Regions from separate parts of the Mus musculus genome. Here regions 1 and 2 are each linked to region 3. A link is a contact called in public Hi-C and promoter capture Hi-C data. All regions are on one chromosome and are shown on one strand. The core of a region is the stretch at or near the end of the contact, and the rest is flanking DNA. Distances in the headings are between cores, read along the strand shown.

Evidence for each region. A called contact is a pair of places that touch in the nucleus more often than the background predicts. Capture Hi-C pulls out chosen DNA fragments and counts their contacts.
Region 1: a contact with region 3 is called in a Hi-C map of cortical neurons, with 2.6 times the contacts expected there. The contact joins two enhancer-like sites. A contact is called at or near these places in 4 of 484 Hi-C or Micro-C datasets (cerebral cortex, cortical neurons, embryonic fibroblasts and 1 more).
Region 2: a promoter capture Hi-C map of pancreatic islet shows a contact between it and region 3. The contact joins two enhancer-like sites. A contact is called at or near these places in 2 of 484 Hi-C or Micro-C datasets (embryonic fibroblasts and nephron progenitors) and 2 of 9 other capture datasets (liver and pancreatic islet).

What each region holds. Positions count from the first base shown.
Region 1 is chr14:23,782,121-23,784,898 of GRCm38.p6, forward strand. All of the region lies in intron 2 of Kcnma1 (potassium large conductance calcium-activated channel, subfamily M, alpha member 1), which reads right to left. Among named protein-coding and RNA genes, the nearest start is that of Gm51422, 130 kb to the left of the region's middle. Within about 2 kb of position 1,316, at least 14 of the 459 cell types and tissues checked have an H3K27ac peak or open chromatin away from gene starts, as enhancers often do. A contact at or near this core is called in cerebral cortex and cortical neurons, where this site is marked.
Region 2 is chr14:23,801,849-23,804,582 of GRCm38.p6, forward strand. It overlaps Kcnma1 (potassium large conductance calcium-activated channel, subfamily M, alpha member 1), which reads right to left. Exons shown (of 28, transcript NM_001253364.1): 2 at 1,292-1,453. Among named protein-coding and RNA genes, the nearest start is that of Gm51422, 150 kb to the left of the region's middle. Within about 2 kb of position 1,408, at least 4 of the 459 cell types and tissues checked have an H3K27ac peak or open chromatin away from gene starts, as enhancers often do. A contact at or near this core is called in pancreatic islet, where this site is marked.
Region 3 is chr14:23,965,312-23,968,066 of GRCm38.p6, forward strand. All of the region lies in intron 1 of Kcnma1 (potassium large conductance calcium-activated channel, subfamily M, alpha member 1), which reads right to left. Among named protein-coding and RNA genes, the nearest start is that of Kcnma1, 38 kb to the right of the region's middle. Within about 2 kb of position 1,405, at least 20 of the 459 cell types and tissues checked have an H3K27ac peak or open chromatin away from gene starts, as enhancers often do. A contact at or near this core is called in cerebral cortex, cortical neurons and pancreatic islet, where this site is marked.

The DNA.
Region 1 (2,778 bases), core at 66-2,565, 180 kb before region 3:
CTGGTAGATCTACTCCCCAGCTTCCTTCTTCCTAGCACACTGACTTTGTTCAGGGATGCAAGTGATGGAGGAAAGGGTCCTAGGTAAACCTCAGTTACTCAAGTCTACCTCAGTGCCCCTTTTTATTTGTCAGAAATGGACTAAGGACCAAGCTGGTGACCCAGTTCTGCTGGTGAGCTATATGTCAAGGTATGCTGGAGGCTTCTAGACATGTTATCCAGGCTTCTAAAGGCAGACTGGAAGAGGTGGTTCCTTTCCTGAGAGACTTTTATATATTTTATAATATATATGTACATACATGTATGTGCATATATATGTACATGTTTATATACATGTATATTTCCCTGAGGTAGGATATGCATAAAATGTCATTAAAATCATATAGTTCATTGCTCTAATCATTACTCCATCTACCTAAGAGACACACATCTTTTAAAAATAAAAAGAAACTAGACTAAGCATGCTAGTTAAAAAATAAATAAATCAAACAGAAGAGAAGATAACATGAAGATAGAAAAAGGACATTCAGAGATACAAGGGAAGAGTTGGAATGGGTATGATCCAGATATATTGCATACATGTATGAAATTATTAAAGAATAAAAGATATTTTTAATAATTTAAAAAGAAAAAGAAAAAAATTATAATAATATGGTTTACCTAACTAACCTAACTTAAATGTGATCATTTTAAGAAAAAACCCATATCAAATCAGATATGTGCTATTTCACAGTCATGCTAAATTTCCTAGGTCCAGGTCATCTTAATTTAGACCACCATTCCTCAGATGCTCAGAGTCACCCTGGGAGAGTAACCCAGGTTTCTCTGGTTCCTGTCTATGGTCAGCTCATGGACATCCCCAGAGAACAGCAACGCACACATGACTGTGCAGACCTGTGCGTCAGTATCAGCTCTCCAGCCAGTTTGTGACTCAATGCAGGAGCCAAGATGATGTCTGACTCTAAAGGTTCTAAAACGGCATCTCCAGCACCCTTGAGATCACCACCACTGCGCTGACAGATGAAATGGGATCTAACGGAGGGAGAATATTTTCTAGCCAAACAGAACTTGTGCCTCCACCACCACCTGGGGAGGTGGGTAGTCTAGCTCAAAACTGGGGGGGGGGGGGGGCTGTGGGTCTAGCTCAAAACTGAGACTGATCCCAGAGGTGGAAGTAGAGATGGCACCTACATAGTTGCTGGGGCACTGGCAGATTGCGCCAATAATAAACAAACACACACCTACGTGCAAAGAAGGAAGCATGCATGCAGGGTTGAGCAAGCAGTTGCCATGGAAACCAGCTAGCCTCACTCTAGTTTTTTTTCCCTGGCACCTTGATCATTCAGTGGCTGATGGAGTCCAGTGGAGGAGCATTGTGTCTGTCCCTATGAAACCTTCCAAATGGACCCATTATGATGAAAGCTGATCAAAGAGGAAAGGATGACGTAGCTTTTCTATTCACAGTTGCATCCACATTTTATCCTGGAAATGACTCAAAAGGAGAAGACGATAAAACTAGCTTTGCCATAGAAGGAAACGGCTGAGGGGGGATTAAATAATGGCAGCAGAGGGGTGAGGTGGAGGCATCTGGACATGGTCATAGAAGGAAATAGCTGGCCTAAGTGTCCACTACAGAAAATGCCCCACTAGATAAGTGGTTATGACCTCAGGCTCTTACTCAACCTGATATGAAAACTTTTCTTTATATAACAAATGCCTGGTTTGATTGCTTCCCTACATATCCTGTATCTTTCACTCCTCCCAATCTACACATACATACACACACACACACACACACACACACACACACACCCCTCTATACATTCATATATACAGACTACACATACACACATGCATACACACCACATACACATTCACTATACACACATTACTCACACCATACTCACACACCTGTACACACAGACCATACACATACACAAAAACACATATACACAACACACCCAACACATACACACATGTACACACCCATATACACAACACACAACTGGCGCACACACACATATACACACCATATGTACATGCACACATACCATATACATCATACACATCGCACACATAATGTACACTACACCCACACATACACACTTATACAGAGAGAGAGAGAGAGAGAGAGAGAGAGAAGGGGAGGAGAATGATCCCAAGGGAGCACTCTTTCACTGAGTGACATCTCTAACATTCTCCTTATTATGACACAGGGTCTCACCAAGTTGTCCAAATTGGCCATGAATTTGTATTCCCCTACCTCAGCCTCTCGTATAGTTAGGACAGCAGGCCTGTGGCACTGGGTCTGGTTCTTCCACTCATTAATAGGTGGAAAGTGCATGAAGCAGAAGGAGGAATCAATGACAGCCCATCCTAGGATCCCAGTCCTGAGGATTATTGGATGCTTGATCTTCCCTAGGATGCTAAACCTCTGTGCCTTGGCATCCTTACCATGTGCGAGGTTGTGGGAACAGACTTACAGACTAAACAGTTGCTGTCACTACGCTTGTATTCTTACATCCTTGTGCTTAACACTGGTTATAGTGGAAAAACTAGATTTCTTTGCACTATGATTGTCAGCAACTGCCAGGCAGAAGTCTTGGTCTCTCTTCCCCCATCTCCCATATAAGACAAAGGGAATTATAAAACAAACAACATGTTTCCTATTCTCAAGGAACCTACAACTTACTATATTTGATTAACAAACAAATTATATAATACCTTGTCTGTGCCAGCTACTGTTCTAAGTACTTTACAAATATTAGGGAATTTAATC
Region 2 (2,734 bases), core at 158-2,657, 160 kb before region 3:
GCAGGGATAAGTGACATCCCCACCTGCCCATTTCTTCTCCATTCTTTGCACTGAAACACTGATAACCTCAGTAGCCCTTTGGCCCCAGCAAGCCTGCCTTAGTCACGATTCTTAACCCAAAACAGGGGCTCACAAGGCAAACTGGTGAGGCCAAGTTTGCTATAAGTAGATAAGAGAGGCAAGGTGTGCCTGTGTGAACCCTAACTGTGGAGGGCCTAAGTGACAGAATCAGAAACAGGGCACCTAAGAAATATAAGAACACAGCATGCATACACACACACACACACACACACACACACACACACACACACACACACACACGCACACGCGCACACACACACACACACAAACATACACTATACTATACACACATACAACATATCCCCTACACAAAGATACACTATACCACACACACACACACACACACACACACACACACACACCTATACCCCACACATACATACACACACACACACCTTGCACATACACATTGTACCCCAATACACACATACATCACACATACACACTGTATCCCACCCCCAATACATACACACATGCACACCAGAAGCTGTTCAGGAGCTCGCTCACACACTACAGAATAGGACAATGAACCCAAGCAAGTTCTTCAAGTCACTAGAGGACAGCAGTAGGAACTTGTATAAACCAACACACACATGAGCGTGTGCCTAAACGCACACATATATTCTCCTCTCTTCCTCTCCCTCTCTCTTTCTTTATGTGTTTCTGTGTCTGTTTCTCTGTTTCTGTCTCTCTGTCTCTGTCTATGTGTGTCTATGTGTATCTGTGTCACTCTATCTCTGAGTCTCTGTCTCTGTGTCCCTGTCTCTCTCTGTGCCTCTGTGTCTCTGTGTCTCTGTCTCTCTCTCTCATAAGTGGTATAGGTAGACTTTTGAGCCCTGGACTGACAAACTTTGGGCATGGTTTTGGTTTATGTTGCTATACCCCACTCTTTATCCTGAGATCATACAGGTATGGTGTGTGCATGAGAGATTTTGTGCCCACATGTGTACATCTGTTTTACTGACTGAGAAAGTTCGGTGTAACCTGCAAGCAGGTTGTGAGTGCACAATGCTGGCCTACTGTCTGCAGATGGCCCTACACTGCAGGCTTAGATATGTGTGAAGATAACCATGCTGATCTGAGAGCTCCGTGGAGCACTGGCCACTCACCCCAGGTGACCTGGAGAAAAATCAGAGCATCATCACCTCTCACAAGCAAACCCCCTTTGCAGATACAAGACCACCTCATATAGGAGGGGCCAGGGACTCACCAGGACTCTGCCAGTCAGTGTCTGGGCGGATATCATCACCCCTGCCCAGTCCTTCACAGATGTCATCCAGCCGACCTCGGCTGCCACCACCTCCTCTTTTTCGTCCACTGGCTTGAGAGTACCATCTGCCTGGCTGGAGCCATTGTTTATCTTCTGGGCCTCCTGGCAACAGAGAGAACCAGAGTTGAGACATAGGAAACAGCTGGATTTAAATCAGATCCTTACCCATAAAGAATCCAAACCCAAAGGGTTTCCCAGATGAGGGAATGTGGCATAAAGATACAGAGGTGGGGAAGGAGAGATCCCTAAGGATTTTATTTTTTAAAAACCAAGCTGTGGAGATTGCTTAATGGGTAAAGCACTTTCCATGCATGTGCAAGAACATAAGACTAAGTCCTCCAAACCTAGGACAAGCTGGGCATGGTAGAGTACATCTTAACTTCAGCACTCCCACAGAAAGATGGAGCACTGAGACGGCAGGATCTCCAGATCCCTGGAAGCTCACAGGTCAACTAGCCTGGTAGCATACACAACAGAGACCAGCCAAAGAGAGGTTCTAGCTCAAACGAGGTGGACAGAGAAGACTGACACCCAACTGGTCTCTGACCTCCACGTGCGTGCTGTGGCTCCCGAAGAATCCTTTCGTAAATTTCCATTTAGAACGGCCTTGGGACAGACAGGAGGCTGCACTGTTCTTTGACCACTTCACATGCCTGCCTCAGGTCACAGAGAAGCTAAGTCACAATCCTCACAAAGTCTCTGCACGAGTCACCCTGCCTTCCTAGTGCCAGCCTTCCTCCATTTACTAATGCCCCACCTTTCCCTCGGCATCTATGCCATTCCAAAGGGACTCAGGATGGCCTCTCGATGATCTAGCAATGATGCAGACAGATAGGTCATTCATTCTATCCCTTAGTGCTTGGACTAGGGAGAGTCAGATGACCTCTGCCAAGCCAATAAGACTTAAGTATGGTCCACTTGCTGGAACAGTCAGGGAAACTGAACCCTTCCCTGAAAGGAAGACAACATGGATCACTAATGTCATCATCTGAATGCCTTCATCCAGCGGTGTCTAAAGTCCGGTTCTTTGAGTTACAAGAGGCAATAAGTTTCCCCTTGCAGACTTGAAATATGCTTAAAGTACAGAGCCTTCAGATATCCAGAGCCCGTGTGAAGCTGGTACACATTTGCACACAGTGCCGAATCTAGGGTGCTCTCATCCTTTGGTACTCAAGGCTTGCTTCTGCCTCTGTTTCCTTATGTTTTTCACCCAGGCACTCTCAGTGTCTCAACCACTACCCTCTGAAAAACATTAACTCTCTTCTCCCAATGTCACTGTTTTGTTTCACTGTTCTCCATAGCTCTTGAACCCTCTATCTACAGTCCATAATTCACTAATTTATTTCATTTACATCCCCTGCTGCAACACTGCTGTACCTGACA
Region 3 (2,755 bases), core at 155-2,654:
GTGTACTAGAGACCTAGACAGGGCAGATCTCCGGACAGCAGGAGCCTGCATCCTCCACTAGATGCTTGAAGAATGCCCCGCCAGGAGCATCTACTCTAGTAAGAATAAATGGTGTTAAGAAGGTGGCATCCACTCTCTTATCATGTTTTGTTCCTGAAGTTAAGGATCATTCACTAAAGCCATTGTGTCACCTGGCCTAACCCATTAACTCAACAGGAGTGGTTGCCAGAAAACAAAGTGTAATTATGAATCCAATCAAACAAGAAAAGGATTTTCATAGAAAACAGTCAGGCTTCCTCACACTTCCTCAAGCCGGTAAAGGCATAAAAAATGAGACTCTGTGAAAGACAAACCCAGGTACATGGATCCAGAGGCCAACAGTTCCCTACTCTGTCTGCTTTTAGCCTCTCTGATGATTAGTCTACACTATACAGAAGCATACTTCAGACCTACAGTTTACCAGGTCTCATTTTCTCAAACAACCAGACTTTCACTCCTAGCTACTGACTTCTTGTCAGACAAGCCAGCGTTCATGATCACACTGTCGAATACCCCTCTAACATTAGCAAGCCATTCTTCAAGGAGTCAGAAAGAGAACATTAACGGGGGGGGAGGGGGGGGATAACAAAGACTTGGCAGCTCACACTAGAAAACAGAAACAGATTTTAAAATGTTTTGTTGTTGTTATTTGGGGAATATAAGGGTAGAACCCAAGGCTTCATGCATGCTCAACAAGCATTCGACCACTGAGGTATACCCTCAGCCCCTATATTGCTTGGGACATTGGAAAAGGACATACAGAACCAATGCAAAATGAAATGACACACAGCAGGCATCTCACTTATCAGATTGACAAACATTATAATGATGGACGGCCTCCCAAGTTTTATGTAGTGTAGGGAGATGATAATCATTTGTACCAGCTGCCAATAGGGACACCTCTCTGAAGGTCAATTTAGTCATGTCTATCAGCATATAACCAGAAAATCACTTTCAGTTTAGTCTACTCATCTCCTAGAAATTGACCCAACACGTAACCTGGTGCATGTGCGAAAGGACTCATGTGCAAGATTAATCATTGTTTGAACTGCAACAGATGGAAAACAGCCACAGGAGGACATCAAACAGATGAAAAGTCTACAAGAGCTGGTTCTGCAACACCCAGGGGTGGGGAAGGAGTCAGCAGGCGCTCAGCATTCACAGGCCCTCCAGTCAGGATGCTGCAAGGCAGCCTTACCCTGAAGACACTCCAGGAACATGATTCAGTATCTGACAAGGTGCGAATGTGTCTCCATGAACTTCCTCACTGCTGTGCTTATTTTAAGCACATGGAACATTAGCCGTAATGCAGACAACACGGCAACAGCTGTGTTTCCCTCTTCCTCACTGTCCTGACGTCACAGTCAGTAAATACAAGCTCCAAAAATGAACAAGCCATGTCATCCCCAGCAGCATGCTTCGAAAGACCACACACACCTTCCCGCAGATGAAGGATTCTGAGCCGTCCCTCAGAACATCCCTCAGCACAGACTGGCTAGTTAGCAATCTAGAAGCAGAGGCAGGCAGCTGAGCTCACAAACAGAAGTTGATCCCCAATTCAGCAGCAACCTTTCAAGGGAGAAATTTTGCAGTATCTGTTAGAATTAGAAGAAACACCCACCTTTCAACTTAGAAGTGCCTCTCCAAAAGAAGGTACCAGGTGGGAAGGCACGTACCAGCAGGCTGTTCAGGTCCCAGCATTGCCTTTGTGGGAAACGGAGGCCACCCTGCAACCAACCACTGAGAGTCCACTGAAAGGGGAGTGAGGGCTGGTGCTCTTGCCCCGTGAAGATTCTGTGGTTGTTGGGAGGAATAGAGAGCCCAGTACAATTAAATAAGAAACACGATTGCCCTCCTCCAATCCCTCCTCCTCTAAGCCTTCATTCCTACTGTTTTTTCTCATCTGTCCTTGTCTCTGCTTTCTTGATTCTGCTCCAGGGGACCAGTCTTGACCAGATATCATCCTGCCTCCTGACCTTGGCACTGACCCCAAGACTCCTTTCCCAGAGATCTGTGTGGCTTTCCCTCTGCCTGTCCTTTTGTCTCCATAAGAACCTACCTCGGGGATTCCCACCCTTAAATGCCCAACTCAAATTAAAAGAGGGAGTAAGATGGCTCAGCATTTGGCCTTCAAGTCTGAGGAAGATCCTAGAACCCAGGTAGTAGAAGGAAAGAAATTCATATTGTTCTCTGACCTCTACACACTCACAGCACACACTTTGTGACCTCCCCCTTAAACACACACATACACACACAGTAGTTAAATACATACATACATACATACATACATACGTACATACATACATACATGTAAAGAAAATAAGGGTGTCTTCTCCTCCTTGGTTTTTCTCTAAAGCACTCACTAGCATGTTAGACCCTCTGCTGAATGCTGCTTTTGCCCTCCGGACTGTCAGCACTGTAAGGGAAGGGACCTGTGCCTATCTTACTCTCTACAGAATCCCCAGCACCTAGCACAGAGCGGGTGGCATTCAACGACTCTCGCTGGCTGAATGGCAAGCCGGCAGAACTATCTCAAGCCTGAGGAAATGAATGGAAGACTCTAACAGAGGGTCCCCTTAGGGAAGGAGGGATATGGCCTCCAGGAGCCACCAAAGATGAAATAAGGCTACAACGTATTAATATTATGGCTTACCAACTTCCCTGACTGTACAGGAGGCATGAGAAAGCAAAGTATAAACAGGAGTAAGAAGAGGCA